Linked DNA regions of Mus musculus: regions 1, 2, 3, 5, 6 and 7 are each linked to region 4. Evidence: chromatin contacts called from public Hi-C, HiCAR-type, HiChIP or PLAC-seq and promoter capture Hi-C data. All regions are on one chromosome and are shown on one strand. Each heading gives the region's core, a stretch centred on a gene start, on an enhancer-like site or on the middle of the called end of the contact. The rest is flanking DNA. Distances are from core to core; before and after follow the strand shown.

Region 1 (3,282 bases), core at 697-3,196, 2.0 Mb before region 4:
CGAAGGATCAAAAAGCCGCCACAAGCCAGTTATCCCTGTGGTAACTTTTCTGACATCTCCTGCTACATTGTTCCAACATGCCAGAGGCTGTTCACCTTGGAGACCCATATTCTAATTTTTAAGGGTCCAAGTGTTTTGTGTCCTTGAGGATTAAACCCATGAACAAGATGGTGGTGGCATTTGCACTAGGAATGTTTAACCATTGTTCATAACAATATTCATACTGGCCGGGCAGTGCTTGCGCACGCCTTTAATCCCAGCACTCAGGAGGCAGAGGTAGGCGGATTTCTGAGTTCAAGGCCAGCCTGGTCTACAGAGTGAGTTCCAGGACAGCCAGGGCTACAGAGAAACCCCATCTGGAAAAAAAAGCAAAAAATAATAATACTGTTCAGAACCAGAGATGGTGGCACATGCCTATCTATAATCCCATTACTGGCCATGTGGAGGTAGAAAGGTCCAAGAGTACCAAAACAAAGTAGTGGTGTCATGTACCTTTCTTGCCAGGGTTTGATAGGAGTTGTGGGTGGATTAGGTCAAGATCATGTCATCAATTGCCCTCTACATAGCAAATACAAGGCCAGACAGCCACACTCTCAAAAACCATAAAAGGATGTATATTCTAAGTCCTGAGATCCTTCAAATGACATTTGAGTACCGATTATGTAACTATGCCCTGGTTAGATTAATATTTTAAAATTGTGATTTATTGGGCCTTATGTGGCATAGGCTATACAGCCTACTCTTAGCACTTAGGGATATACTCTCCGGTTAAATTCATAGCCTACTGAACTATACTGCAAACTAAAGTCTCAGATGGGGTGAGGGCAAGAGAAGGTAATACTGTAGGTTCCGACTAGATTTAGTTACAAACTCAAGTTTCTCCCGGCTATTTTTCGACTTCATCAATGACATCACCTGAAATGCAAGTGACTGACGGCTAATGCTGGTCAACCTCCTCATCTTATTGGAATATACACCTGGTACTGCGGCTACTGCACTCTTATCTGAAATGCCTTGTATTGGAAATGGCTTAAGGGTTGGGCCGAGAGGATTAAAAAAAAAAAAAAACGTACCACATGCCACAACTAATGTCTCAATAGGTTAAAGAGCCCAACAGATGCTTTCTTCATCCTTCAGTTTCACAAAACAGGGAAAGCGCATGCAAAGGACCCGAGCGACCACAAGTCCACGGACACACTAAGAGCATTCGCTTTGCCTCCCAGCGGAAGCTCGGCTCCGCCGGGATCTCCGCAGAAGCAGAAAGCTCAACCTCCCATGGCATGGTCATGCCCGGAGATTGGGGAAGGGCAGGCAGGTTCCGAACCCAGTCTCCGGCATCAGCTGCGCTAGGCACAGAGACCCAAAGCGAAGGCCTCGGCCGACTCCGAGAGCCCCTAGGGAGCGCGTGGGAGGTTCGGGCCGCCCTCCTGCCTTCCTCTAACCTTCCAATGAAATAACACTCGGCAATAGAAAGGCAAGGCCCATCCGGCCTCCGATACACGCTCCGGCAGGGCCACCGGGAGCTCCATGGGTTCCACATTAGCCCTGTAGGGAAAATGGCGCCCATCACCCTATTTCCCTCCCGGGCAATCAAAAGGACGAACCTCCCTCCCTTGCTACAAAATGGCGCCTCCCGCTGGGGCCCCAGAATCGGCATAATTCACTCGTCCGTGGGGCGGAGTGGTCCGCGATGAGCAGTTTCGCCATCCAGTCAGGCACAGAAGCTTTGATTCCGTACCTGGCGCCAGCCACTCATGAGCGGGTAGGAAGGTCAGGCAACAATGACGCAGGTGAGGTGGGCGTAGTTAGTGGCGGTTTCCTGCCCGTCAGCTAAATCTAGACCAATCGAGAGCAAGAGTCTTCCAGTGAGTGACGTAAAGACAGCCCAATGGAGGGTAGGGGCGGGACTCAGAATTGCTATGCGGGTTGCGGGGCTTGGGGGCCGGGCGGCTGTTTCCTGTCCTGGTGCATGGTGGTCGGACGAAGGAATTGTTGGAAAATTTTCTCGGAGGTTCGTATATAAATGTGTTTTTACCCAGTGTGCATTATTCTCCGCCCGGCCGCCGCCCTCAGTGCGGCGGCGCGGGCCCACTCGGGCCCCGGCTCTCCCTCCAGCTGCTTATGCTGGTCCTCAGGCCTGGCCGATCCTACGGCCGCCTTCGTAGCGCAGCCCGGGCAGAATCGGAGTTTATTAATAACCCGAGGCCGCCACTCTAGGGCGGCGGAGCCTTTCCCTCTGAGGACGCCACCCCACCCCCCTTCACCCAGCGCCCCGCCTGTCCCCTTAGGGGGCCGCTGAGGGGAGGGAGAGCAGGAGGGGAGGGTGGAGCTCTCGGGAGCCGGGAGGCTCAGCTCGACCTGACCTTCGCGCGGAGCGAGTCCCTGGGCGCTCGCTCGGTGTGGAAGCCGGTCGGACTGGGCCTCCGGGCCTCGGTTCTCAGCAGGCCCCAGCAGGGGCGCGGGGCCCGCGGCTGGGGACACGCCTGCATATCGCCCCCGGGTTTCTTCCTATTCTGATCGTAGGCACATTTATTCGTTTTCACAATTTTTTTCTTCAAAAGTCTGTGAGGCCTAACATCGAATATTCAAAAATAGTCTCTTGGAATGTTTTATAATGGGACTTTCGTTCACTCATTTTTTACTTTCTCCCTTTCATTAAACGATGTTTCAATAAGTAGAAATGAATACCACTGCCCATCTGTTTGTTTAGAATCAAGTTCTGCCTTCCCTTTTGAAATATTCAAATCATCTGGCATATTCCGTTGGGAATGTGAGAAATTGCACGTTTCAGATTGTGTTCAGTTTGGTCCTAAATTTTACTAGGAAAGATGCGTTCAGCCCTATTCGGCAAAAACTTGTGTAACATTTTAACACTTTCTTCATTCTAAGTATATAGTAAATTCATTGTGAAATGTAAAGATCACAAAACAATAAGCATAAATCTTACCCTGACATTTTGAGTATTTGGAGATGAGTCAATCGACTCTACAAATACTCTTCCCCTTTGTTTATTTTGGTTTGTTTTATCTGGGCATGGTGTCTCTGTCTATAATTCCAGCAATCGGAGTCTGAGGCAAGAGGATTTCAAGACTACTCTTTATTACAGATTTACAGCTAGCTACACACTGAGTTCCTGATCTCAAGTATACTAATAACAGCTTTTTGATAGAATATACACACGTTCAAATTCACCTAAAATAGTCCAAACTAAGTCTGGTAGTTCAACTTTGAAATCTAAGCTATCAAGGCAAAAATAGGAGAAATTTCAAATTCAAGGCCTGC
Region 2 (3,359 bases), core at 118-2,617, 1.4 Mb before region 4:
GCCTAGTCGGTTTTGCTCTTGGTCTAACACTTAGAGGCAGATAAGGTAGGACACTGGGAGATCTGCCGGGGTCGCCAGGAAGAGGACATGAGTTGTCTGTGTCCACATCACCAGGGCTGGGGGCTAGGAGCTGTCGTAGGTCATGTCTTTAGCTTCGGGACCTTCCGGGAGACCTGCATGCGGAGCTACGCCTGTCGCCCAGTTTGGCCCTAGAAGGGAAGAAAGTGAACTCACGGATCTGTGAAGAGCACCAGCCCGTGGCAAACGTGTTCGAACTGATTCATCGTGAATTAGCACATATCTCTGGGCTAGGCGGGGGCCGGCATTCTCCCCCCACCTGATGAGAATGGTGACCCCAGCCAGAAAACCGAGCCGCTGTGCCCCAGTCTTTTGAGTCCAGACTCTACAGCTTCCCACCTTTAGTGTGACTGGGCAATAGACTTACCCTTTCGGCACTTCACTTTAATTCAAGAGAACACCAGCTCGGGAGTGTAGAGATCAAAAGCGATTGGGATCTGGCTGGGATTTGTCAACTGTAAAGTGATTAACATATGTGAGGCATTAGTGTGCTCCCAGTCAGTCAATCCTCACGTTTATGATGGATGAATGAAGGCAGTCAGGTCAACTCGCAGGTCATAGCCTTATAAGGGATAATAGTATCACAAGGAAGAAAACAAAACTATCTCTCTTCCTAATTTTGGCTATTCCTGTATTTCCAAATAGGAATGTGAGTTCTGAATTTTCAGATAACTACCCTCTCCAAACCCCAATTTCCAATTCAGCTGTTCCCAGTTCTGCCCTTATTACGAAATCCGTACTGGCTAGTCTATCGAGAAACCCCTCAGTCCCAGTCACTGGAGACTGAGCCTCTCCCTTCCAGGTGTACCCTGCGGGCACAGATGGGGGTCGAGGCTCAGTCAGGTGCTAAGCCGGCAGGGGGCGCGGTCCATTTGAGGTCACAGCTCCCCAAGTCCGGGGTTTTGGTTATCCATGTGTCCCACCCGTCTCCCGGTTCTTGCAGCACTGTCCAGGAAGCTCAGATCAGCACTCTGGGTTGTACACATTATGGGCAAAGGATTCACCCCACCCGAGTTGTTCTGGTTCCCCTTCCCTTCTCACTGTTTGAACTCTATGCTGGGAAATTAGGGCAAGGGAAGTCCTGCTCCAGTCTAATCTCTCAGAGCGGATCTCTGAGATGTCTAGCCACAGGGGACCTCTTACCCCTACCCCCCATACCCACAGGCAAGCTGCAGGGCAGGTCTGGTTTTAGAAGCAAGCACGCTGGAGAGGGAGGACTCCAGGGCAAATCTGACCACGCCCACCGTCCGCCCCTGAGCGCTTATAAGACGCTGGAGCTGGTGCTCACTAGTCAGTGGTTTCTTGGTGACACTAGACAGAGCAACTCCAGCGTTACCGCTCCCGCTCCTGGTTTCTCGGCTTCTCATCGCAGTCAATCTTGGACTTTGGGGTTTTGCTACTGTCAGAAGGACTTCTTTCTGCTTCAAGTGCTTGACAACGCACCCCTTTATCAGGTAGGAACCGCTGGCCTCCAGCATGTTAGGGAGGGGGACGGCTTTGCCAAAGCCCCAAAACTTGCAGAGCTGGACAAGGGGGAACAACCCACTTTAGGGTATCCAATGTAGAGAACACCTCATTGCCCAGGTCTAGCTCATGCGCACAGCTGGAGCTCTCTTGAGATCCCCCCTCCTCCTTGGGCTGAGATCCTGGGACTTTAGTTGGAAACCTCTGGAAGCCTGGCACTTCTCAATGGCTTCCTTTGCCTTGCTTGTCACCCACCCGGCCAGCGCAAAAATCTCCGGTGTTTCTCTGCGCCAGTGGGGGAGATAAGCAGCTGAGCCAGGAAGAGCGCTGCCAAGCGGCTCCCCGTCCTGCCGCCACCCTTCGCGTGCTGACGGGATCGTGCTGCTGGCCCGGTTGCTCACACTCGGTGTCTTGTTCCTTTCCAGGGTATCAGAGCATCGCCACAGAATGAAGCTGGTTTCCATCACCCTGATGTTATTGGGTTCACTCGCTTTCCTAGGCGCGGACACTGCAGGGCCAGATACTCCTTCGCAGTTCCGAAAGAAGTGAGTTTGGGCCGTGCTTTCTTTCTTCACTTTGAATACCTGGCAATGAGAGAAAACTGAGAGATGGTCTGGAGGTGTTACAAAGGGAGTGGAGCTGGCTGGGACATCACTTGAACTTAGGCCAAACGCATCTGCTTGTGTTTTCTAGGTGGAATAAGTGGGCGCTAAGTCGTGGGAAGAGGGAACTACAAGCATCCAGCAGCTACCCTACGGGACTCGCTGATGAGACGACAGTTCCTACCCAGACTCTTGATCCATTCCTGGACGAGCAGAACACAACTGGCCCCCTACAAGCCAGGTAACTATGCTCTCTGCAGAGGATGTGCCCTCTCCACTACTCTGACCCTGGGGATTGTCCTGGCTGCACTGCAGCTGAGGCTCCGGCGGAGGGAACGGGTTCCAGGTCCCTCGGGTACTGCATGGCTCCGGTCCCAGGTGGTTGGGACCAAAGCCCCGGTTGATGAGGTGTCCTTCCTTCTTCACAGCAATCAGAGCGAAGCCCACATTCGTGTCAAACGCTACCGCCAGAGCATGAACCAGGGTTCCCGCAGCAATGGATGCCGCTTCGGGACCTGCACATTTCAGAAATTGGCCCACCAGATCTACCAGCTAACAGACAAAGACAAGGACGGCATGGCTCCCAGAAACAAGATCAGCCCTCAAGGCTATGGCCGCCGGCGCCGGCGTTCCCTGCTGGAGGTCCTCCGGTCCCGGACTGTGGAGTCCTCCCAGGAGCAGACACACACAGCCCCAGGCCCCTGGGCGCACATCTCCAGACTCTTTAGGATATAGGTGCGGGTGACAGCATTGAACAGTCGGGCGAGTATCCCGTTGGCGCCTGCGGAATCAGAGAACTTCGCACCGGGGCGGACTGAGACAATCCTGCAGAGATCTGCCTGGCTGCCCCTAGGGGAGGCAGAGGAACCCAAGACCAAGCCAGGCTCATGCCAGAAACCGAGACTTACAGGCTGATACTCTCCGGGCAGGGGTCTGAGCCACTGCCTTGCCCGCTCATAAACTGGTTTCTCACGGGGCATAAGCCTCATTACTACTTGAACTTTCCAAAACCTAGCGAGGAACGTGCAATGCTTGTTGTCCAGCCAAAGGTAACTATAGTATTTAAGTTTGTTGCTGTCAAGGTTTTTTTTTTTGTAACTTCAAATATATAGAGATATTTTTGTACGTTATATATTGTATTAAGGGCATTTTAAAGTGATTATATTGTCACCTTCCCCTATTTTAAGACGTGAATGTCTCAGCAAGGTGTAAGGT
Region 3 (3,083 bases), core at 370-2,869, 1.3 Mb after region 4:
AATGTAAATGGTCACAAAGCAGACCACAGTTCTTTGTGATTTCATTTAATGTTTAAAAAAATACACAAGTCTTTGTGAAGAACAGAACAAAATTCAGACTTGTGGGAGGATAATACAGGAGGTAAAAAGCCTACCTGGAAGTTTGAATAGTGTGAAAAAATGTCTAACAAGCAAAACATCTCGCAGAACTTTCTGAACTCCGTTGCTCTGGGTCCTAACCACCCTCATGTTCCTGAAGCTTCCTTCTTACCTTTTCTCAACCCATAAGAATAAGCGCTGAGTACTAACCTCTGTGTTAGAAAAAACGATTAAGCCTAAAATCTCCAAAATTAACTGTCCTCGAAAACTATATTAACTCATCTTTACCTCCCATTTAGTAATTTTCCAAGTACTTTCTACTGCTTTCTGCTTAATATTCAGCATCAGTCCTTGGTTCAATGCCCACGGTTGAGTTCTAGATGGACTCTCCAGCGCAGAAACTTGTTCAGTCTTTACATTCACATGTCTTATTTTATCTTTCCATCCAATTTCTACAGTCTATTTCATTCAAAATTCATCCCTAAACCCCTCTCTAAAAAGTTTGGATCAAATTGGGCTGGTGGGGCAAGAGAAGAGTGGGAGGCAGGCAAGAACAGAAAGAAACCCAACTGCCAATCAATACACTGTACTGCTTCATTCAGATTGTTAGCTGAAATAAAAAGCGTGCAGACTCTTACATGGCTATAAAATAATTTCCTATACTAAATGCACAAAGTGGAAAACTTTTTTATAGCCTGGTCGTGGACTCCAAATACCAATAAGAGGCTAAGACTCAAAATTTTAAAGAGATAAAAAAAAAAAAAAAAAAAAAAAGACATGGGAACCCGGGAAAGACCGAGGTTAGGCACAGCACACTAACCCACATTGACAAACTAAGTGAAATCTCAGGTCCCCTCCAGCCCATACCCCAAAATCAGGGGTGTCAGAGGGCTTGTGACTCACAGAGAATAAATCTGAACCTTTTCTGGGCAAGTTAGAGTGGGAAACCAAGCTTTACCCTCGTTGAAACGGTTACAGAATAAAAGCACACAGCAGCACATCACAGGTGTCTCATCCTCCATCCAAAGGGCAACTCCCCCACCACCTTATCCCCAAACTGGGAGCCTTACTCACCGCCCTATTGTGATGCGCCTTCTTCGGTTTGTCGCCGCGGTGACCCAAAGATGACAGGAAAGGGGCGGGGCACTGGGTTACTCTGCCCTGGAAAGGAGGTGTGAGAAAATAGCTTTTTTTCCCCTGGGAAAAGGCCTCCAGACTCCTAACCCAAAAAGCAGCTCCCTTCCCCGCCTCTCCGGACCCGGTGCTCAAGCGGGCAGCCCCGAGCACCGCGCCCCACGCTCCTGGAGCCGCCGCCAGCCTCCCGGAGCCCGGTTCACAGCAGCTAGCCTCGCCCTCGGCTTCCACTACAAACCCAGCCGCCCGCACCCGGCCCGCTCCAACCTGCTGGCCCCTGAGACGTCCACCGAGGGTCTTGGGGAAGAGCTCCAAGAGAGAGCGACGCTCCGCTCCCTCCGCCCACTGAACCGGACCCCTCCGGTGCTAGGTGTGAGGCGGCCGCTCCACCGGCTGCGCCTACCAGAGCCGCCCCGGCAGGTTGCAGGCCGGCTCCTTAGCTGCTTCTCGCGAGACTTCGCATTAGGAAGAGGTGAGGCGAAGCGAGTTCTCGCGCGAAGGACGGAGCTCCTCCCACAGTAGGCGTGTCACCGGGGCACTGAGAGCCTGAGTAGTGTCTCCGCGGTCTCGGTTGGCAGTGCTGTCCCGTAGCTTCCCCGCGAGCGCTTCTCTGCGCGGTGAGCCAAGAGCAGTCTCAGGCCACCTCCACACCTCTGAGCACACCCTCACTCCACGCTTCCTGTCACCGTTAGGCAAAAGCCGGACGGCGTCTCCGGGCCAGTAAAAGCAGTGCCTGGGAGTCTTCTTCTAGGAGAGCGTTTCTGTCAGCAGGGCGAACGCCCGGGTCGCCTTCCTCCGCGGGGTCCGCGAGCTGGTACGGGCAGCACGAGGCGTTGGCAGGCGGTGGTCCGGAGGTCGCCGCTTCCCCGCGGCCGCCGCTTGGTTTGCAACGCTCTGCTTGGTTTGAAACCCTCTGTTGTTGGCGGGAACCGGTGCACCAGCTGACACGCCTGCGGTGGCGCCACCTCTGGGACGCGGAGAATCAGCTGAATGGGTTGAGTTTCTGGCGGGCAAAAGCTCGCCAAAGTAGCACTCCGGTGTCACCGAACCCACCGTGTGCCTGATGGGAGGCTCTAAAAGAGATGGAAAAGTGAGGAAGTCACCTCCCCGGCGCTCAAAACTCTCCCCTCCCGGGACTCAGACCCACAGAGGAACGGATAATCCTCTTTATGCTTGCTACAGAACATACTCCCCTTAGTGAGTGAGCTGTAGGAGCTGATCTGAGACAATCCTGTTGAGAACCCCTCAGTGCAGTTGCTCGCTCCTCTGGTCTTGGGATTGCGAAGGGTGGCAGAAGCTGAAAGATTGAGTTCCAGGTGTTTCTGGGCTAACGTGAGATCTCATCTCAAAAAGCAGCCCTCCACTAGGGAGTGGCATTTGAGTCCAATTTTAAAGATCAGTAGAAGTTCCCCCATTTTGAGAAGAGAGGGAAGGGCATAAACAAAACCCAATACATGTTTCAGTATTTTGGTAAGAAAACTGTTTTGTGAAAAGAACTTTGTTTAAAATCTAGTTACTGTAAGAAAAAATTCCTTGGGTCCCATATGTGATACCACGTGTTTTTCAAACCAACATTTATGCTAAGTAAATTATCATTTGAAGTGGAAAACTGGTAGCAGGCATACTTTCCTCCTGAAAATGCTTAAATATCAGAGACCAAAGGAAGACAAAGATTATTGTTACATAGTGTACACGTTTTTTTATAGCCAACATTCTACATTCTTGGAAATTGCTGAAAATCTTAAAAACATTGTAAAAAGAGCAAGCTAATGAGGCTTGAATATGAATAATGTTCAAAGAAACCTCAAGGAAACCCTCAACAATAGCAAAGTCCTCCCCAATCTTGATACAGTTTTCTGTAATTTATCTCA
Region 4 (3,019 bases), core at 130-2,629:
GTAGCTGAATTTCAACAAAACCCTTTGTATGGCTGGAAGCTGAAACAGATAAAAATGAGCATTGTATTAGTAATAGTAGTTGAAAATGCACTTCTTCCATTAGGATCAAAATCTTTGTGGGTTACCTTTTTCAGCTTATGACAGCTATTAAAGCCAAGTACAGAAATAACCTGAACACTGAATCAGATATTTTAATAAGTGTTTCACAAAGAATTAGCTTTTAAAAAACTAATGAAACCTAGTCAATCAGAGTGCGTTCACTAAATATTTTCAGTAGGGTTAATGGATTTTTTTATACCATTACTACTTAAAATCTCGTTTATTTTAAATGTCTGTCTTTGCTATAATTTTTAGAATTTGTAGATGTTTTACAGTGCCACAAATAGCAGAATTCTAATAAATCTTACATAACTGTATAGAGAGCTTTTCTTGGGTGTGGGGTGTTCAATAGTAACAAGTTTGGCGAACCAATAGCATAGGTAAAGGAGTTGGCGCTGTGGATGCTGGGTACATGGCACAATGGAATTAACTCAGCAGGCTGTAAGAGGACTAGTTTGCCAAAAGTCTTCATGAAAGACGTCTCACTGGGTCTTCATAATGGAAGGAGTGCGGTGAAGGAAAATGACTAATAGGAGATTTGTTTGGTCAAACACATGGTATTTACCGTCTGGGGAGATTACAAAAAAAAACATATTCAAAAGGACAGCACAGGTTGAAGCGCACCACAGCTCTGCTCTCAAAAGGCTCCCTCAGACTTGGCCCTGTAGGAGGATGACAGCAAGCCACCCAGAAGGGTGCAGGGGAGCACCTCTAAGTGTAGTGACCCCTCTTTAAGGGGCTCCAGGGGCTAGCTGATGGGCACCGAGGTCCCTAAGGAGAGTGGGGCGGCCACGAAAACATGACAGACGAGGACCAGAGCCTTGAGGGCGAAAGCCAGAAAGGCGATTTCTCTACAAGGCGCGTTGTTTACCAGCTCGAGGCCAAAGGTTCCTCAAGTGGGGCTGCAGCGGGGTCGCTGGAGACCAGGAAAGAGTCTGGGGACTGCAGGGCTGAAAGGGGGGCTTTGAACTGGAGCTCGTTCGTGACGCAGGGGCCTCGTCCCTCCCTCGGCCGACAGAGGGAGCCGGAGGATGGGAGGACCGGCTTCCCCGTAGTGAAAAGCGCCTACACCGGCTCTCAACCAGCGTAGCGCGGCGTACCCCGGGGCTGAGCAAGAGGTGAGAAGATCCCGAGCTCACGACGGCCGCCTGCATACCCCAGGCGCCAGACGCCGGGCCGCGCGCCCACTGCGTTGAATTCTCGCGAGAGCGGCGGCCGCCATTTTTCCATTGATTGCCGCGGGCCGGGGGAGGGGCGGCGGCGGCGGCGGCAGCGGCGGCGGCAGCAGCGGCGACGGCGGCGGCGCCCTGGGTCGGTGTCTGCGCGCTGGTGTCTAAGGCCTGAGCGGAGGCCTCCTCAGTTGCTGGAGCGCAGGCGGCTGGGAGGATGACTGTCGCTGCCGTTCTCTCCTGAGACACAGCCGCCGCCACCTCCACCAGGCCCCCGCAGGCAGGGCGGAGACGAGCGGTCGGAGTCTGAGCGATGGTGCCCGGCGAGGAGAACCAACTGGTCCCGAAGGAGGTGAGGGGCCGGCGGGCCAGACTAGGCCCGAAGCCTGCGGTCCGCTCGAAGTCGTGCAGGCCCCGAGCGGGAGGCAAGGCTAGGGCCGGGCAGGCGTGGGGCCGGGTGGACGGTGGGCGCGGCGGGCAGTTGGAGACCGCTGGTTCCCGGGGCCACGTAGCCGAGGGAGAGCTCCGGCTGCGAGGGGCTAACGCATCAAAGACTGGACCCGAGGAGTTGGGTTCTGCTCCCGGGGGTGGGGGGGAGTATTGCGGAGAGAAAGTGGCCTTTGAAGTCCAGACTTCACACACGTCGAGCCGAGAGAGTTAAGAGAGATCGTTTCAAAGAAAACATTCTGGAACAGTTGCCCGTGGGCAGGACGGGGTGACGGTGCTGCTTCTGGGGTTTGACAGCGTATAGCTTACGGGGCTTGTGAAATCGACACCTAAGTTGAGATCTGTGGGAGGGCAGACTTAACTGTTAAAGAGTTGTCGGTCTCCCCACCCCCCTCCCCCCAGCCTCCATTCCCCCTCCTGTTACTTCGTAGTACTATCGGCCAGCCTAAATGGGGCCTACCCAGGATCGTTGAAAAAGTAGTTAAGTGGGGCTTGAACGGGAGGGTAAGAGATAGCCGAGTTAATTTCACCATATGGAGAGACGAAACGTTGTTTTTGTGTGTAATTTTGGTCTTTTTCTGGTGTTGCCAACTTGGGTGACTTAAATTCTTAAAAGCGAGTGACATAAGACTCCCGGACTTCTTGGCTTCCCTTGAACAGTCAGTAGTAGAAGATTAAAGGTAGAATCCTGCACTGGCCAGTGGATTTCGACATATTAATAGTCCGTTGGCTTTATAAATATCCTCAGCATATTCAAACATGTATTTTTAACTGCTGGTCGTCAGGCTTAATGCTTTGGACTTTTATATCTCATATACCTTAAATAGATGCCAAGTGTTAAGTTGAAATTAGGATGGTAGGATCTTGATATTTATACACGATCATTTCGGATTCCTAAATGTTTAGGTTTTGTTTGTTTGTTTTTTAATTGTAGCAATTTGTTGCTACACAGACAACCCCTGGCACAATGCAAAGTGACTTTATTTTGTACCTGAATAGTTAAAATTTCCCATCTTTCCTTAGATGGATAATAAGTTGATTTTTAGGGTTTTGTTTTGCCGTTTTGAGGTAGGATCTTACTATGTGGACTTTGAAGTACAGACTTGGCTGGCTTGGAACTCACTTGTAGATAAGCTGGCCTGGAAATTCTTAAGAGGTTTCCCTGTCTGTCTCCCCCGATGCTGGGATTAAAAGTGTGTGCTATCAAACTCAGTGGAGTGCCTGTTTGCTGTTTAAGGCTGAGTTGTGTGTGTGTCAGTATTTTATCTGTCAGACATCTCTAAGTCTCAGTACAGCAGATAAGC
Region 5 (3,090 bases), core at 150-2,649, 1.5 Mb after region 4:
CTCTCTAGCCTCGGTTTTTAGTTTTTGAATGACAGCTAAAGCCTGGTGTTGATTATAACCAGGATGCAATAGTTTTTTCCAAAATGATTGCACCGTGCATGAAGCACACAGCCCCACGAATCTTCTTCATACACCCGGGTAATCACCACCACATCAAGAAAAAACAGGTTCCCAGCTCATACATTGTAATGAGCATAGTTTTTTAGAAAAATGTTTTTTAGGCATGTAAAAATAGTGTAGTCAGGATCCCCACTACACTCAAGGCTGCACCTGATAACCATAACTCCGTACACCACTCACTCAAAGATAACAAGAGATAGTCCTAGAACTAACTCCACGATGCCCAGTGAACAGTATATAAGCAGAGACTAAGAGCAATGCTCTGCTCTGCACATCTGGAGAGATGCCACTTTGATCTGCCCTGTGGCTGGAGAATCTTTTCTAGGATCCTGCCCCTGGAATCAGAAATTTCTGTTTGAGACTGGACCTGACCTTCAGCCAAGATACATCGCATAGGTAAGCAGCCTCGGGAGATAGGCTTAGGACCGTAGTTAGGAATTCAGAGTGTTTATATTGTGTGAAGACCCAAAGCATAACTAAATAAAACTTGTTATACTAACTACGCGTATCTACCTTCTAGCTCGCGACACTCAGCAAGTTCCCGTGCACCCTAGCTCTCAGCACACGCCCCACCTTCCAACGCTGAAACTTCTCTCACTGTCCCTACATCTTGCACGGGATTGTCTTGAAGGAGGAAGGACTAGGTGGACAGTCTCTCGGGGAGGATGGACGCGGGCTCCAGTCCTCCCGATGGGCCCTTCAGAAGGTCCATACAGTGCTGGCTCCACATTCCGAAGGAACCAAGCTGGCAGTTATCAGGGAGGATCCTCACACTCAGTTAAGACCGAGGGTAGCCGGCCCCATCTGGGGAGCGCCAGGGTGCACGTTGGCAGTACTCAAGCACGCCGCGATGGCTGCGGGGCGGGCTCTCACGTCTGCCACTTGTCCCGCACCTTTTGCGTGGGCTGGGCTCCCGCGCCAGGGTAGTCGGGCGTGGCCCAGGGCGCGACCCTCCGGGAAGCGGGCGGCCGGGGGCGGCGCTGCTGAGCGGGGATGTGCGGCGCGCGCCCATTGGCTGCGCTTTCCCCGACCACACCGCCCAGCCGCCCACTTCCCGGCCTCTCTCCGCTCCCCCATTGGCCGTCCTGCCTGGGGGGTTTGGGGTGGGCGGCTGAAGAAGAGTGGAGGGTGAGCGGTTCTCCCGGGAAGAGTGTGAGCAAGAGCCAATCAGGAGCAGACGTGGAAAAGAGGCGCCACGCCAACCAGTCAGACCCCGAGGCGCGGTCGGGACCCGTGACGCCATAGCGCTCTCAGCCAATGGGCGCACCGCTGTCGGTCCGCTCTTCAGCAGCCGGTCGGGGGCGGTGAAAAGCGAGTGAGGAGAGCGCGACCACGGCGTAGCCATCGCTGAAGGGAGAGCGAGGCCCGAGCTTCCGCGTCGAGGTGAGCGGCACGGGCTCTGTCGCAGGCTCGGCCGCGGCCCCTCCGCACTTGGCCGCCGTTTTGCGGGAGTCCTAGGCCGGGCTGCGTTGAGGTGGGGCCTGCGAACCGCCCCGCCCCCGCCCCGCCACGGCCGCCTGGAGGCGGGGGCGCCTCCTCTGCTGGGACTGTCCCTGCGCGGCGTGGCCGGGCCGCCGCCCTCCCGACTGCCAGGGCCGCGGCGAGGGAGCTTAGAGGCCCCTGGCCTGCAACCCGGGGAGGCAGGGGTTCCGTCTGCGGGGGGAGGCCGCGCAGAGGCGGCCACGGTGGGGGCCCGAGTTAACGGAGGAGGGTGGCGGCCTGGGATTGAGAGGAAGAAAGTGATGGGAAAGGGGTGATGCTCTGGAGAGGGCGTCCAGTGAGGAGGCCCCTGCTCCAGAGTGGGATCGGCCTCTGGGAAGTAGGTATCAATGGCGTTGCGGAGAAATCAGCTGAGAGATGGAGAACTGGTTTGGGGTTTGAAGGTTAAGGTCTCTGGACCAATGGGGACAGGGCATGTGGAGTGTGAGAAGGTACACACAGAAACCGGAAGGTGTCCGAGGAGTGGATTTTAGATGAGGGGTGGATGGAGGCTGTCTGACTAGAAGGCGTTATTTGGTTTCTTGGAAAGTACACAAGGAACAGTCAAGGTGGATTTCTGTGTGCTTGCTCAAGGGTGGGGATCTTTTGTGAACAGTGGAGTGAGTTGGGAGTACAGAGTTGAGAGAGAGTATCTCAGGATGACAGCTCGGAACACTCAACGTAGCTACCTACTGAGGCTGATCATTAGCTCACCTTTATGCTGTCCCCTGGATGATCCATCTGATTGTTTAGCCACAGCTCACACAAACTTAGCTCTTAGAAGTAATGGGTATTAAGTATTCTTTGATTTTTTTTTTTTTTTTTTTTGGACTGGGAAATTGCTTAATTCTTAAAGAAAAGTGCTAAGGGCAACATTTAAAGAGTCTGGTTGGGGATGGATAATGGATGGGTAATATGACATGAGGATGGTGCAAGGTGTCTTACAAAAACAGAAGTGATACTGTGTGAATGTAGTTGTGCAGTTCTGAATGAGCAATCTTTTTAATGTAGTGGAATTTGTTTTATGCTTGTTGGGCAGTTGCTTTCACTTTTGAGACTAGTTTTGTAGTTAAATAAACAAAAAATATTTTCACTTAAGAAAGACATTAGTATATGTGTGTTGCTGTCAACTGCTTTCCTCTTTGAAGCTTTTATTTGTAGGGTACAGGTAGAATTAAATCCACATTTTCAGTGGATTTAAATGGGAGAGATAATTTCTGCTTAAAGATAGGACAAAAGGCCGGTGAAAAGTTACAGTTTGAGGGCAGAATTCAAGAGAGCAGTTGTATAAATGTTTTCTTATTCACCAGCTCAGCATAGAATTTTAGCTAATGGATCATTCTTTAGGACAGAGAAGGTATTTGTGGGTAACACATTACTGTAATTACATTTTGCTTTTAGTATAATCTAGTTCCCAAAGGGCTGAGTTACCTGTAAGCAGAGAGACAGTTCAAGAGAAGGGCAAGTTTTTTGGAAAAGGTGAATTTTGGG
Region 6 (3,099 bases), core at 351-2,850, 1.2 Mb before region 4:
GACTTCGGTATCAAAGGCACCTTTGAAATTTGTTAAATTTTGTACCATCTTCCATCTTAGTAATACATACTAAGTTCTACAATTGGGGCTCGAATGACACTACTTAACTTATTATTCACTATTTATACAAACTCTAAGTTTATACAGATATCCAATGATTAGGCTGGTCAGAGTCGGTATAGAATCTAGAATGCCTGTTCTGGGGTCAAAGGTATTAAGGAGGAGAAATAAAACTAAAGAAATCTCAATAAAATAAAATAAAACCTGAAAACCTATAAACAAACAGAGTACTGAGTAAGTGCTGGAGTTCTAATAGCACCAGTTGTTAATTTTCCTTATAGATTATCCATTCATCCTTTCATGGATTCTTGGAAAATTGGCAAGTATTATAGACAGCCTGACAAAGCACACACCAAGTAGTAAGTACACTCTGACTTAGAAAGAAAAATATTCTCTTTGCACCTTCTCTACCTTTTTAGAAAGAGAAATCAACTTCCTCTAGTTAAAAGAATTTAGATATATTCAGAGAATATCTATCCTATATGTCCCTTATATATATGGTTCCCTTACGCCAAATGACAAAGATAACATAGTCTTGAAAAACACAATCATGTTAAGACAGAAACCGAAACCAGCCAGCACAAAAGGGGTAAAACAAAATCCACGCAAGTCCTGAGGGCTCTGAATTCAGAAGGCATTACTTTTCAAGGACAACTATCAGGACCATTGGTCGGGTGACAGTTCAAGCCCAAGTAAAAGTCTAAAGGGTGAATTTCATTCTATAGCAAGCACGGTAAGGGGGTGTGGAAAAGATGGTCTTAGTTTGAGAAGCACGGATTAAAAGCAACTGGGAGTGTTACTGGAGCTACATGTACTCCAGAAGAAGGACAAGAAATGCTGGGCATCAGGAAATGGGGCTGGGTCGGAATATGAAGAATATGAAGGTAGGCTGGAGACAAATTGCAACAACAGTAACCCCACAGTTTTGTAATGAAACTGCACACAGAAGGCAACTTACCCTACAATTATGATTAGCAAGGAAACTTTTTTTTTAATGTCGGTCCTCAAAAGGTAGCAATTAGCTTGACAAGCAAGGGCCCGGGTGCACTGCCGGGGCGGGTTTAGTAGGAGGGCTGGCCGACACCACGGGCCCAGGCTCTCCCTCAGAAGCCTTGCCCTGTGGCCACCCTGCCGCCCTGGCCCCAGCACCCGCCCCTCAGCCCCTCCTTGGCGCACCTGCTCTGCTAACCAACAGCTAAACTGCTCAGTGCGCCAGCGCCAAGATTCAAAACCGCTCGAGCTGATCTCTGAAAGCTCTCCTCAGCACCACCGCGAAGGCGGACCCAGAGTCTCCACCGCCACCGAGAAGGCGGACCCAGAGTCTCCACCCGCCCAGGAATCGGTGCCCAAAGCCCGCAGCCGAGGCCCTGACAAGGGGCCCTAGCTCCTCTGAAGCCCGGTTTCACACCCTGGTGCTGCCCGGGCCTCCACTCCCTACTCCAGGACCGTGGAGTGGCTGGGAAGGGACACAGCGAAGGGGCGGCGCTGCAAGGCTCACCCAGTTCAAGGCATCGCTCTCCTCGCACCAGGGACACCGCCTCGGCTGCTGCTTAGCTAAACCCGCTAGGCGGCAGCGGCGCGGCCCGCAAACCAGTCGCACCTCAGTGACGTAAGGCCACGCCCTCGCGCGTTGCCTGGAGACGGAGCTCCACCCCCCCCTGTTGGCTTTGGAGGTTTTTGTAGCTCAAGGCTGCTGACACACACCTGTAGGCAAAATAGTCACATACATAGAAATCAATAAAATTAAATACTTTTGTAAAAAAGGACAAAAAAATGAAGAGGCAAGTCACAGGCTTTGGAAAAGCAAAATATATTTAACAAAGGACTTCTAATTAGAATACACAATTCTTACCCCTCCCCCCCCCAAAAAAAAAAAAAACAACAACAACAACAAAAAAACCCACAATTTTTTTAAATGGCCAAAGACTAGACTAGCCTTTTAGATTTATGGATAGCAAATAAGCACATGAAATGATGTCTGAGACCATTATGCAAATTAGAAGGGAAGTGAATTATCAATACAATACCACAGTGGCTAAAATGAAAAGAACTGTATTAAATATTGACAAAGATGCTGAACAAATCTGTTCAGATTGTCTGTTGGGGATGTAAAATGATACAATCATTGTGGAACGAGATTGTGGCCATTTCTTTAAAACCTAAGCACAAACATTCCAACCACATAGTCCAGTCATCCTGCTTCTAGAATAGATCCACATGAAGACTAGTACACCAACATCAGATACCTGATGTGGTGGTTTGAATGAAAATGGTCCCCATAGGCCCACAGGGAATGGCACTATTAGGAAGTGTGGCCTTGCTGCAATAGATAAGGCTTTGTTGGAGAAAATATGTCACTAGGGGTGGGCTTTGAGTTTTCAGATGCGTAGGTCAGACCCAGTGTCACTCTCTCTTCCTGCTGCCTGCTGATCCAGATGTAGAACTCTCAGCTACCTCTCCAGCATGTCTGCCTGTGTGCTGCCATGCTTCCCACCATGACTATTATGGACTAAACCACGGAATTCTAAGTCAGCCCCAATGAATTGTTTTCCTTTATACGAGTTTCTCTGATCATGGTGTCTCTTCACAGCAGTAGAAACCCTATGACAACATATCAACAGGTGAATGGAAAACAACTGAAATAAAGTCACACAATGGAATATTACTCAGCAATAATAAAGAATACATGATTGACACACTTAACAATGTGGATGAGCCTGAAATACTTAGGCTGAAAGAAGATAGACCTTCCAAAAAAATTTTCTAGAATAGCCCCCGCCCCCAGGAATCTTTAGTGGCAAAATCAGATCAGTGGTTGCTTAGCGGGTGGTGTCAGGTAGGAAACACTACAGTGTTAGAATGGGAACTAGAGGTGGCTGACTCAACGGTAAAACACTTGCCTAGCATGTTTAAGCCTTGGCTCAGACTCAAACACAAGTCCTCCAAACCTTCAAAGGGTAAGAAGAAACATTTTAGGGTATTGGCTATGTTCACTGTCTTAGAGCATGACACCACAGACATGAATGTAATATGAAAACT
Region 7 (3,055 bases), core at 410-2,909, 1.9 Mb before region 4:
TAAAAGTTGCCCACAAGAAGATCACTATAACAACCTCCTTTGTATTTATGCTTTTGAGATACTATTAAGTGGAACAGATCTGCATATGGAAACTTCCACTCTAGAAGTTCTCTTTGAAACTGCCAAACTCACTGGCCTGCGTTGTTCTAAGTAAAGGGCAATTTGCTTCTGTTGAGCTCAATCTTACTTTCAGGTCACCCTGATCAACCCATCTAACAGCAATGTCAGAACTCCCAAGTCAAATGGATCCCTGTGAGTTAGTGGTCAGCTAGGGCTACACAGTTTTCTTATCTTGAAAACAAAACAAGACAAAACCAAACCAAACCAAACCAAAGATCAGTCCATCAGCCTGGCCTGGCAGGTGCACAGGTCTATAATCCCAGCACTCTGGAGGTGGTTCAAATAATCGGGCTACACGGCAAAGGCAGGTCTCAAAAACAAAAATCAGTTTGACTTTTCAGCCTTTGAAGTGTTAAAAAAAGCTCACACACACATTAGTACTCCTAACTACAGTAAATGACAACAGAAGAGTATAATAGGCTATTATCCAGATAATGTGAATCTACATTAAAAAACATCAAGCTTTCTACTGATGGCCTCAGTTCCCCAAAAGTGGGTTCTAATTTCCTAGTGAAAAAGAAACCTACTTTTCTGTATGACAGTCTGGCCTCAGTAATTCCCACTCCAGCAGAGAATGCTAAAAAAAAAAAAAACAAAACCGTAACAAGGAGAAATGATTGATCATAGCATACAAAATAGGAACACACTTGTTGTAAACAGATTTAAGTTACGGTTGAGAAGGTTGTGGAAACTTATTTTTTCCTGGAAATTATGAGACAGGACCACTACAGAGCAAAGGGGTTTTAAACTTCTGGTCCTCCTGCCTCAGCTTCCAGACTGTTTGAATCACAGGTGTGTGCGCCAGCACTCACCTCTGTTACACTTCAGTTTTGTTTTGTTTTTTTTCTCTCCCGGGACCAATCAGTTTGGCTAGCGCACTCTCACGTGTAAGCGAACAAATATAAACACCACGGTTGCAGGTCAGGCATTCGGGCTTGTGGCAGGACCAATTATCACGGATAAGTCTGGCTGTGAGGGACACAAGACTGTGTGAGAGGCCACCTCTGTGTCCTAGTCCTGCAGCTCATTATCTGAGTTTCGCGCTGGGCAAGGTCCAGAGCTCGGTCACTGTTTCCGGCTCGGACCGCGACTATAGAACGTGACTGGACACAGCCACGCCCAGAACGCCCCAGGGGTCGGGCCTCAGAACCTGGGGTTGGACCAGGCTTCTAGGCGTCCCCAAAGGCTGCACGGTGTCCGGATGCTTCTGAACCCGGAGACAGGGAGGCCGACCCAAGGCCAGCACTGGGCAGTAGCCGCCGTCCTCTCGCCCCTCCTCGCAGGGCGGCTCCCGGCAGGCTCCGGTCCTCTAAACATAGACTCTGGGTGGGGTTCTGTGCAATCCAGGCCCACTCATTGGCCCGGGATGCCGCGACCCGCCCACGACTGGCGGCGCGCCTAGGCTGTGGGGCGGAGTCAGCGAGTTCCCGCCAAAATCGCGTAGCTGGTTCCTCCCCCGTGGGCTACGTCGCGCCCTCCCTGTTTTTTCAAACCGGGGCTGGGCGGGGATTGGTGGGCTGGGCCCTCACGTGGTTAACGGTCGCGGGAAGCCGCGGAACCCGAACTTGCGGACGAACTTGCGGAGCCTTTCGCCAGCACTGGACCGGCCAGTCTCCGCTGGACATCCCGCGCCGCAGCCGTCGCCGTCGCCCCGTCGTGAGCTTGACGGGCCTCGGAGTTGCCGCCGCGCAGGCCCGCTGCAGCCTCAGCCCGGCGCGCCCGATCGCACGTGGCGGACCCGCCCCCTGTGCCAGCCGCGACCTGGACGCCGCCGGCCTCTGCTCGCCGGTCCTGTGTTCTCCCGTGCTCCGCCGTGACTGCAGCCGGGAAATGAGCTTCCTGAGCCGACAGCAGCCGCCGCCCACCCGCCGCGTAGGAGCCGCTTACAGTCTGCGGCAGAAGCTCATCTTCTCGCCGGGCAGCGACTGTGAGGAAGAGGAGGAGGAGGAGGAGGAAGGCAGCGGCCACAGTACGGGGGAGGACTCGGCCTTCCAGGAACCGGATTCGCCCCTGCCTTCTGCACGCAGCCCTGCCGAGGCCGAGGCCGAGCGCCGCCGTCGCTCGCCCGGCGCGGAGCCCAGCAGCCCGGGAGAGCTGGAGGACGACTTGCTGCTGCAGGGCGGCGGCGGAGGCGCGCAAGCGGCGGGTGGAGGCGCCGAGGGCGACTCTTGGGAGGAGGAGGGTTTCGGCTCCTCGTCGCCCGTCAAATCACCTTCGACCGCCTACTTTCTGAGCAGCCCGTTCTCGCCAGTGCGCTGCGGCGGCCCAGGGGATGCCTCCCCGCAGGGTTGCGGGGCTCCGCGAGCCATGGACGACCCCTGCTCGCCGCAGCCCGACTACCCGAGCACCCCTCCGCACAAGACCTTCCGCAAGCTGCGCCTGTTCGACACGCCGCACACTCCCAAGGTAATGGAGGGGGCGGAGGAGCCGGCTCCAGGGCCTTTAAAAAAAAAGGCCGCGGCGCTGCAGCCCTGCGCGCCACTGCCCGGGTTCGGTTACATAACCGCCCCGCCGCACCCCGCTCGCTGTCCTGCGCCGCCACTCAAAAAAAAAAAAAAAGTTGGCAGCCCCCCTTTTTGGCTCTGCCTAGAAGTTGTCGGTTAAGATTATGTAACTGAACAATGGGCCTGGTCTGTAACTACTCCACTTTACAAAGGGCCTGGTCCCCGCTGTCCAGGTGGTTGAGTATTGGGTCTCGGTGGTCCGGTGTGCCAGGGTGCCGGATTGCTGCTGGCCACCTGACACTCCGAGCCATATGGTGCCTGTTAAATCCGGTGTCCGGGCCTGTAATTTGGGGGGCACGGATGGAAGGAGTTAGGTTTATTAAAGGGTTTGTTCCAACCCCCTGGACTTGTGGTTCCATGTGATATGGCATTAGAGATTCTGCGCGTCCTTTTGAGTCTCTGTGTTTACCGTCGTGAACTCATGGATATTC

Evidence for each region. Promoter capture Hi-C pulls out the DNA fragments that hold promoters and counts their contacts. Hi-C and Micro-C count contacts between places; a contact is called where the count stands out from the background. HiCAR-type assays count read pairs that join an accessible place to other places. HiChIP or PLAC-seq counts read pairs in DNA pulled down with a chosen protein or histone mark. Capture Hi-C pulls out chosen DNA fragments and counts their contacts.
Region 1: a contact with region 4 is called in a HiCAR-type map of astrocytes, with 2.9 times the contacts expected there. The contact joins the promoter of Zfp143 here to the promoter of Usp47 in region 4. A contact is called at or near these places in 2 of 39 promoter capture datasets (hippocampal neurons and pre-B cells) and 2 of 115 datasets of contacts at active chromatin or transcription factors (astrocytes and thymic regulatory T cells).
Region 2: a promoter capture Hi-C map of liver shows a contact between it and region 4, with 3 times the contacts expected there. The contact joins the promoter of Adm here to the promoter of Usp47 in region 4. A contact is called at or near these places in 2 of 39 promoter capture datasets (liver and pre-B cells), 2 of 115 datasets of contacts at active chromatin or transcription factors (astrocytes and embryonic stem cells) and 1 of 9 other capture datasets (liver).
Region 3: an H3K27ac HiChIP or PLAC-seq map of thymic regulatory T cells shows a contact between it and region 4, with 9 times the contacts expected there. The contact joins the promoter of Btbd10 here to the promoter of Usp47 in region 4. A contact is called at or near these places in 3 of 39 promoter capture datasets (cranial neural crest and liver), 1 of 484 Hi-C or Micro-C datasets (CD4 T cells) and 1 of 115 datasets of contacts at active chromatin or transcription factors (thymic regulatory T cells).
Region 5: a contact with region 4 is called in an H3K4me3 HiChIP or PLAC-seq map of stem cell-derived neural progenitor cells, with 4 times the contacts expected there. The contact joins the promoter of Far1 here to the promoter of Usp47 in region 4. A contact is called at or near these places in 1 of 39 promoter capture datasets (liver), 1 of 484 Hi-C or Micro-C datasets (CD4 T cells) and 2 of 115 datasets of contacts at active chromatin or transcription factors (pancreatic cancer cells and stem cell-derived neural progenitor cells).
Region 6: a Hi-C map of B cells shows a contact between it and region 4, with 7 read pairs. The contact joins the promoter of Rnf141 here to the promoter of Usp47 in region 4. A contact is called at or near these places in 5 of 39 promoter capture datasets (the 3T3-L1 cell line, cranial neural crest, hippocampal neurons and 2 more), 1 of 484 Hi-C or Micro-C datasets (B cells), 3 of 115 datasets of contacts at active chromatin or transcription factors (the NIH/3T3 cell line, astrocytes and embryonic stem cells) and 1 of 9 other capture datasets (liver).
Region 7: a contact with region 4 is called in a promoter capture Hi-C map of pre-B cells, with 4 times the contacts expected there. The contact joins the promoter of Wee1 here to the promoter of Usp47 in region 4. A contact is called at or near these places in 3 of 39 promoter capture datasets (erythroid cells, hippocampal neurons and pre-B cells).

The regions. Positions count from the first base shown.
Region 1 is chr7:110,059,765-110,063,046 of GRCm38.p6, forward strand. Zfp143 (zinc finger protein 143) reads left to right here and starts at 1,947. Exons shown (of 16, transcript NM_001374618.1): 1 at 1,947-2,011.
Region 2 is chr7:110,626,290-110,629,648 of GRCm38.p6, forward strand. Adm (adrenomedullin) reads left to right here and starts at 1,368. Exons shown (of 4, transcript NM_009627.2): 1 at 1,368-1,532; 2 at 1,968-2,087; 3 at 2,236-2,385; 4 at 2,573-3,359. The coding sequence starts at 1,990. The coding sequence ends at 2,879. It overlaps Gm28863 (a long non-coding RNA gene), which reads right to left. Exons shown (of 3, transcript XR_003946665.1): 2 at 446-2,126; 3 at 1-209.
Region 3 is chr7:113,367,720-113,370,802 of GRCm38.p6, forward strand. Btbd10 (BTB (POZ) domain containing 10) reads right to left here and starts at 1,620. Exons shown (of 11, transcript NM_133700.2): 1 at 1,480-1,620; 2 at 1,153-1,239.
Region 4 is chr7:112,022,127-112,025,145 of GRCm38.p6, forward strand. It overlaps Usp47 (ubiquitin specific peptidase 47), which reads left to right and starts at 1,380. Exons shown (of 29, transcript NM_001357952.1): 1 at 1,380-1,620. The coding sequence starts at 1,582. It also overlaps Gm3960.
Region 5 is chr7:113,512,435-113,515,524 of GRCm38.p6, forward strand. It overlaps Far1 (fatty acyl CoA reductase 1), which reads left to right and starts at 1,400. Exons shown (of 13, transcript NM_027379.4): 1 at 1,400-1,503.
Region 6 is chr7:110,842,781-110,845,879 of GRCm38.p6, forward strand. Rnf141 (ring finger protein 141) reads right to left here and starts at 1,601. Exons shown (of 6, transcript NM_025999.3): 1 at 1,559-1,601.
Region 7 is chr7:110,120,400-110,123,454 of GRCm38.p6, forward strand. It overlaps Wee1 (WEE 1 homolog 1 (S. pombe)), which reads left to right and starts at 1,660. Exons shown (of 11, transcript NM_009516.3): 1 at 1,660-2,526. The coding sequence starts at 1,951.